Linked DNA regions of Ovis aries: region 1 is linked to region 2. The links are chromatin contacts, called in public Hi-C maps. All regions are on one chromosome and are shown on one strand. The core of a region is the stretch at or near the end of the contact, and the rest is flanking DNA. Distances in the headings are between cores, read along the strand shown. Region 1 has its middle 36 kb from the start of ADGRD1. Region 2 holds the start of MMP17 (matrix metallopeptidase 17).

Region 1 (3,634 bases), core at 932-3,431, 990 kb before region 2:
GTCTCCACAGTAAGCACAGCCTGTCTCTATCCAACAGACTTATCCCTGCAAAATGTGAGCTCAGAACTTGAGGCCCAGGGAACGGAGAGGCGTGAAGGAATCTCCACATGAGGGCAGCAGACAAGCGGGTTTGTCTACTCCCAGGACTGAAACTGCATTGCCATTGAGTCCTTCTGCTGAGATTCTAGACATCTTGGCAGAAACCCTCACAGACAGTCCATATGCACTGTATCCCCACTGTCCAACTTCACTTCTTGTCAATTTCCAGGTGAAAATGACAGATGGAGAGGATGAAGGGCACCTGCTTCCCCCATCTCTCTTGTCTCATCCGGAGCGTGTGCCGGACACCTCCCAGTGCCGCCGTGGATGTTAATTCCCATCCTGACACGTTGCACGGGTCCCAGCGGACACAGAGAAGCTTTACCAGATGGTTAAAGTAATTAAATCCTGAATTAGCTCTGAGGGGGAGCAGAAGAAGCCATCCACTCGAGGGGTGTGGGTGGTTTGGTAGACAGGTGGCCAAGTAAGCATGTGCCGTGGTTCCTCCGGATCTCAGAGGCATGAGGCTGCCCATCCTTTCTAATTCGGGGAAAGAAGCAGCTGGCAAACAGCCCTCTAGAGAGAAGGAAGAAGGCAGTCTTCAGGTGAGACAGCTTCCTGCCAGTGTCGGCATCACAGTGGCGAAGGGGACTCTTTGAGCCAGTGCACGAGCATAGCAGTTTCCTTTCTTATACTTTGTTTGGGTGGAGACAGTGAAGGAGGCTCCAATTTCTCCATAGTCTCAGGGCAGTGAGGGGTCAGCTGGCTTCCCTGAGGGTGTGGTTGATCGAGGTGGACACCATCGTGTGAGCATCCCAGTGGCTCATCCTCTGGCATCTAAGAAAAAAAAAAAAGGCTTGTATATTTCCCTGCACTGAAATCAGAGCCATCAGTTGGGGTCATACATTTCTCATCCTGTCCTGGACTTGGCTCCGGGGTGTAAGGCAGGTGGCCATGAACGTGCTGGTCCTGTGGGACACATGCTGCTTAGGCTGGGTGGCCGGGGAGTGACTGGGGGTCCATGGGGGGGGAGTGCTGCTGGTCCTGTCGGACACATGCTGCTTAGGCTGCGTGGCCGGGGAGTGACTGGGGGTCCATGGAGCAGGAGTGCTGATGGTCCTGTCTCTCCTTTCTTCGAGGGCCCAGGGTTTCCTGTCCTTCGGCGGCCACAGGGCTTTCCACGCATGTGGGTGTGGCTGATGGAAGTGAGTGGATCGAACGTGATGCTTCCAGTCTTGACCTGGGAATCACCCCTCAGCAGCAGCCGTTTCCTCGAGGGCCCGCCTGCTGGCTTGAGAGAGGTCAGTTGGTTGAAGGTACCCTGGTCCTGGTCACCACACAGAGATCTGTGTGAGTATGACCACAATTTGGGGTCTGTGTGAGCTAGAAGTGGTGGGTGGGCATCGGCGATTCTGGATTTGCTTGTTCCTGAAGTTGGCATTGTCTTATCTGACACAGAACCAGGCTGTCTTTTGGGCTTCCAGGTGGCTCAGCGGTAAAGAATCCACCTGCAATGCAGGAGATCCACGTTTGATCCCTGGGTTGGGAAGATCCGCTGGAGGAGGAAATGGCAACCCACTCCAGTATATTTGCCCCTGGGAAATCCCATGGACAGAGGAGCCTGGCAGGCTACAGTCCACGGGGTTGCAAAGAGTAAACAGCAACAACAGCAAGGCTGTCTTTCCGATCAGGGGCCGAGGGGCAGGAGGAGAACCAGCTGGTGGGGCGAGGGGTCATCCACACCGCCTCCAGACTCATGTCGGTAACACCATCGCAGGGTGATTCATGTAACGAAACTGGAACCAAACCGGCCGTCAAGGGGTCACCAAGGCTCACCTCCATGCCTGCCATTTTCAGAGTGGCGGTGTGAGCTCCCCTGCCCTTTCTCCTAGTGGAATCAGGTCCTATCACTGACACTCAGAAATCAGACGCTGCTCATGGAATTCAGCAACGCCTTCACCGGCGCTTCTCTGCCAACACGCACTTCGTGGCCAAATGATGACCAGGCCAGGCTGTTTGGACTGTCGTAAATTTACAAGCCTGTGTTCCTGCCAAGGGCGTGCCGCTTGGCCTCAGCATCCCATCGAGTTGCGGGGAGGAGGGGTGGCCGGCTTGGCTGACAACAGACAAAGTATGTGTAAACATTTTTCCCCTGCTGATATCAAGCATATTAGTCAGGGGTCTTGGTGGGAAGCCAGAGACCGCCCCTGGCTCTCTTGTGCAAAAAGGAAAGTTTTGAAAAGGATGTTGAGGGTTCAGAGTCACTGGGGCGATGAAGGGTGGGGCTTGGAAAATAGAACTGACTAAGGGGGCTTGGGGAGGCTGGCTTGCAGGAAAGGCAGCAAGCCCAGGGTGTGAACCTGCAGTGGGCTTTGTTCCCCAGGATGTGGAGGCCAGGGAAGAAGACCATACTCACAGACTTCCCATGAACCTGCCGTGGTGGGGAAGTAGAGGATTTGTCCTCTTCAGGCTCCAGAGTAGGTATGATGTCACTGCCTATCACATTCATGTATAATGACAAATTCCTCCAAAACAATTAAGAAATTTTCTTTCTGAGAAATACCGTATGACATCTGTTATATGCAGAATCGAACAGAAATGATAAAATGAACTTATTTGTGAAACAGAAAGAGACTCACAGACTTAGAGAAGAAATTTATGGTTGCTGGGGTGAGTGGAGGGAAAGGATAGTTAGGCTGTTTGGGATGGATATGTACACATGGCTATATTTAAAATAGATAACCAACAAAGGGTCTTCCCAGCGGCTCAGTGGGAAAGAATATGCCTGCCAGTGCAGGAGATGCAGTTTTGATCCCTGGATAGGGCAGATCTCCTGAAGGAGGGAACGGCAACCTATTCCAGTATTCTTACCTGGAAAATCCCATGGGTGGAGGAGCCTGGTGGGCTACAGTCCAGGGGATCACAAAGAATCGGACACGACTGAACACACATACACCGCAACCAGCCAGGACCTGCTGTATAGCACAGGGAACTCTGCTCGATGTGATGTGGCAGGCTGGATGGGAAGGGAGTCTGGGGGGGAATGGGTACAGGTATATATATGGCCGAGTGGCTTTGCTGTTCACCTGAATCTATCTATTACAGCTTTGCTATACTCTCCAATATGAAATAAAAAGTTAAAAAAAAAACTCACACAAGAAATTTTTTCTTTCTTTCCCGTGGAAAAGCCTAGATAAGGGTTGGTGATGCTCTTCCATGAGGAGTTTCAGGGATGCAGGCCCTTCCAACTTGAGGCTCAGAATGCTCTGCCTTCAAGCAAAGAGCACAGACAGGAACCCCAGAAAAGCTTGGCCTGTATGGGAGCAGGGGAATGTAGGACACGCGTCTCTTCTTATCATCACAGTCACAGAACTGGTGATGTCACTCAAAGAGATGCTAGGAAACAGAAGCAAAAGGATGCAGGTGAACTGTCGATTAAACAAATATACGCAACCTAAAAGTTGAGAGTTAGGTTTTATTTGGTGGAAATGTTAGGACTCAGCCCAGGAGACAGTATCTCAGGTGACCCCAAGAGAGCTGACTTCAAGGAAGCTGGGGAGGAGCCAGACTATATACACGTTTGCAGGGAGGAGCA
Region 2 (3,527 bases), core at 454-2,953:
CAGCATCTCAAGTTTCCTTTAGATGGCAATTTCCCCTTCCTCCCCACCACCAGGGCAGGCGGTTCTACTCACTTCCATCCCCTGACCACAAGGTTGGTTCAGGGCTGGGCACATGGTCCACAGCATCCAATGAGAGATGGCCTCAGAACTGTGGCTTAAGAGTCAGTCTGCTGGGTTTGCTAAACTGCCTTTGCTGCCATTTGGAGAAATGTTGCCTGAGGATGAAGCCAACACAGAGATGGAAAAAGAAACCGTATTCTGATCACGTCTTTGTGCAACTTGATCCAGCCCTGCCTGACGTCAGTGTGCTCCGAAATGCCCCAGTTTACTGAGCCTATAGATTTCCTTTCCCTGACCAGAGCCAGTGTGAGCTAGGTTTTTGCCACTAGCGCTTGAGCAAAGTTGGGGGGTATGCCTGTGAATGGTCAGGGAAGGGTCCTTGCTGAATCTGATCTCAGCAGAACAATATAATGGTCTTCTGAGCAGGTGCAGAGTCTCCATGCTCCAGAACAGGCCACTGAGGCTCTGAGAGTAAGGGTGAGGGTTGGCGGGGAGTAGGATAAGCAAGACCTTCCCAGAGGGGAGCCAGTAGGGAGGGGACTCTGCCCTGAAACCCAGACCACACTTCAGTGGAGGGGCCACCGCTTCCCTCAGACTGGGGGACGTGGGTTCAGAAGTGCCTGGGCCTCTAGAACTGGACCACAATCGACAGCAGGAGCTGAGAGTGGGGGTGGGGCGTGGGAGGGGAGAGGTTGTAGGAATTGTAACTGAGGTGTAGGGATATTTACATTGGAACCTTGGCCCCCACATGCCCTGGGGATCCTTTGATCCTTTGGCTCTGTGACCTCCCACAAGTTAGTTTATTCCTCTGAGGCCTCAGTTTCCTCATTTGAAAAATGGAATGATAGTTTCTATCTCGAAAGATGTTGTGAGAAGTAAACGGGTATATACGGTAGGCGATTAACTAGTGCACGGCACACACTAACCTCTCAGCAGACTTCAGCTACTAACATTGCCCTCCCCACATCCTCAATAAGCGCAACCCCGGGTCTTCGCTGACCCCCAGTAGCTCCCAGACCCCACCAGAGTCGGTCCCACCGCCCCAGCTCTCATCCCAGCCCCTCCCAAGATCCCCCCGCCCTAGCTTCACCGCAACCCGGCTCCTCCCCCTCGCCCACCCCCCGACCCCCTCTCGGTGCCCACCCCTACGCCGACCCCTCCCATTCTCGCACCTTGCCCCTCACCCGACCCCCACCGCTCAAGCCCACCCAGCCCCCACCTCCTTTCTACCACGGTGCAAAGGCTCCCCCAAGCGTTCGCCGGGCGCTGTGCGGCTGCCGCTCCGGGTCCCCACCAGTGACCGCGAATCCGTGCTCAGCTCGAGGTCCGCGTTCGCGCAGTCTGAAGGGAGAGGACGGGTCCGTCCCCCGGCGGGCGGCCCCGAGCTCCGGACTCTGTGCTCCCGCCAGCAGGCCTCCGCTTCCCCCGGGGCCGTCTGGGGACACTTGAGAAGTGCCTTCCTTCGGGCCGCTACAGCCAAGGTGCCCGTGTGGATTCGCCGGGCGGGGGCGTGTGCGGAATCTGAGCATCCTCTCGGGGGCGCGGGACTCTGGCTGGAGCGGGACGCGGACCCTTTAAGGAGGGGCGGGGCGAGCGCCGCCGGCGGTCATTAGCATATATTAGCATGTCCCGCCCCGCCGCTGGGAGGCGGCGCTGGGCTCAGTCGGGCTGGGAGCCGGGCGCGGGCGCGGGGCGCACGGGCGCGGGGGAACTGCCACCGCTGCGCCGCCCGCCCTTTGAGCGCGATGCGGCGCCGCGCCGCCCGGGGACCCGGCCCGCCGTTCCCCCGGGCCGGGGTCCCGCCGCTGCCGCTGCTGCTGCTCGCGCTGGCCGCTCGTGGGGGCTACGCGGCGCCCGCGCCCCACGCGGAGGACCTCAGCCTGGGAGTGGTGAGTGTGCGGCCGGGAGGCGGGCTCCCGCGGCCCGGGGAGACCCCATCAGGGCGCCTGCGGGAACCCGGACGCCCTGGACCCATTTCCTGGGCAGGAAAGCTGAGGCTGGGTCGTAGGCTGAGTGTCTGACGCGCGCCCACCCGGATCTGGGAGAGGCGCGCTGGGTCCCTCCTGGGCTGCGTGCGCCGGGAGCCCGCCGCAGTCGCAGGAACCCTCGGAGGTTGGCGGCTTACCTGGCCGAAGCCCTGTCCCCGACTACGTGCAGCCCCAAAGAGGCCCCTGAGGCGGATGGGACAGCAGTCGCAGCCGCCCAGAGCTGGGCATCCCGCGTGCGTTCCCAGTGGGAGTGGCGGGGGTGGGAGGTGCGCACCCACAACAGAGAAAAGGACGGAGCTGCGGAGTGTGGGCGCCCCGGAAAGCTGGTGGTTTCGAGTTTGCTTCGTTGAGGATGTTGAGGAACAAGGGAACCGACCCCCAACCCTCCACTAAGCATGGACCTTGGCCCTATTTCCTGTTCCCTTCCACCCCCAGGACGGCCAGCCTTGCCTTGCCACCCTTGTCCTCGTCCTGAACCTGATGAGGTGTCCCACACAATTCGCAGGCTCGGATGTAGCCCCACCACCTTATCCTGCGCTTCCCCCCGCCCAGTATCAGCTGTGTCCCACTGGCTTGGAAACCATACCGAGGGGCTGCGCAGTGGCCTCTTCCCACGTCCCCTCCCCCGTTCAGTCCGCCAGGCTTGGAGCCTCCTCCTTGGGACTTGGAAGATTTAGATCACACTTTATGAGTCTCCACCCCCAGGCCCGGGGAGGCCAGGTGTGGGCACATGGGGGCTGATGGATTAAGCAGATTCCTTCTGAGGCTTCCACCCTGCAGTTGCCCTCACTTGGGCTCCCTGCCTCTGCACCTGGCCCTCAGTAGTCTCCTAGAAGGGTGCTGGCAGGGCTCCGCTCCCAGGCTATTAGCATTCTCGAGCTCCAGGTGGATTTCAGGCCAGTGCAAGCATTTGGGGGGCATCCACAGCCCCGTGGTTGGCAGGACTTGGCCACAGGTTCTGGGTGAGGAACCGTCTCTGGCCGCCCCCACCCAGCTGCCCTGGTCCCCCTGCAGTCATCTGGGAGGGCACAGCCACAGTCCGTGCTGGCTGCACTCGAGGGACCCCCAGAGCCGCTTCCTCCCAGCCAAACTGCTCTGAAATTCGGGTGCCTTTACCCATCTCTGGGGCTTGGGGTGTCCTGAATCCCCTCTTGGGGTGCAGGCTCTGAGGGCATCAAATCTCTAGGTCTGGGCTGGGTGGCAGTAGAACCAGGCTCTTCAGGCCCCCACCATCAGGACATGGAGCTCCTGGCCCAGTCAAGTTCATTCATCAGACCCAGTGCTGTTGTGAAGCTTCTCGATGCCCACCCGAAGGGAGCGGGTCAGGTACATTCCTCCCGGTTTGCACCTCCATGCCTCCTCCTCTGTCTGCCCCTCTGGCTTCCCCAACACCAGGGGGTCCCCCGGCCCCACACCCTGTGGGAGGCACTAGGCAGGGGATGTGGCCCCTTAGTCTGGAGCCCCAGAGACTGCAGGGCC

The links. A called contact is a pair of places that touch in the nucleus more often than the background predicts.
Region 1: a contact with region 2 is called in a Hi-C map of tail adipose tissue, with 6 times the contacts expected there. The contact joins the enhancer-like site here to the promoter of MMP17 in region 2. A contact is called at or near these places in 4 of 16 Hi-C or Micro-C datasets (hypothalamus, muscle and tail adipose tissue).

What each region holds. Positions count from the first base shown.
Region 1 is chr17:46,301,743-46,305,376 of ARS-UI_Ramb_v3.0, reverse strand. No RefSeq gene overlaps it. Among named protein-coding and RNA genes, the nearest start is that of ADGRD1, 36 kb to the right of the region's middle. Within about 2 kb of position 2,181, at least 5 of the 54 cell types and tissues checked have an H3K27ac peak or open chromatin away from gene starts, as enhancers often do. A contact at or near this core is called in tail adipose tissue, where this site is marked.
Region 2 is chr17:45,311,678-45,315,204 of ARS-UI_Ramb_v3.0, reverse strand. It overlaps MMP17 (matrix metallopeptidase 17), which reads left to right and starts at 1,703. Exons shown (of 10, transcript XM_027956387.3): 1 at 1,703-1,949. The coding sequence starts at 1,806.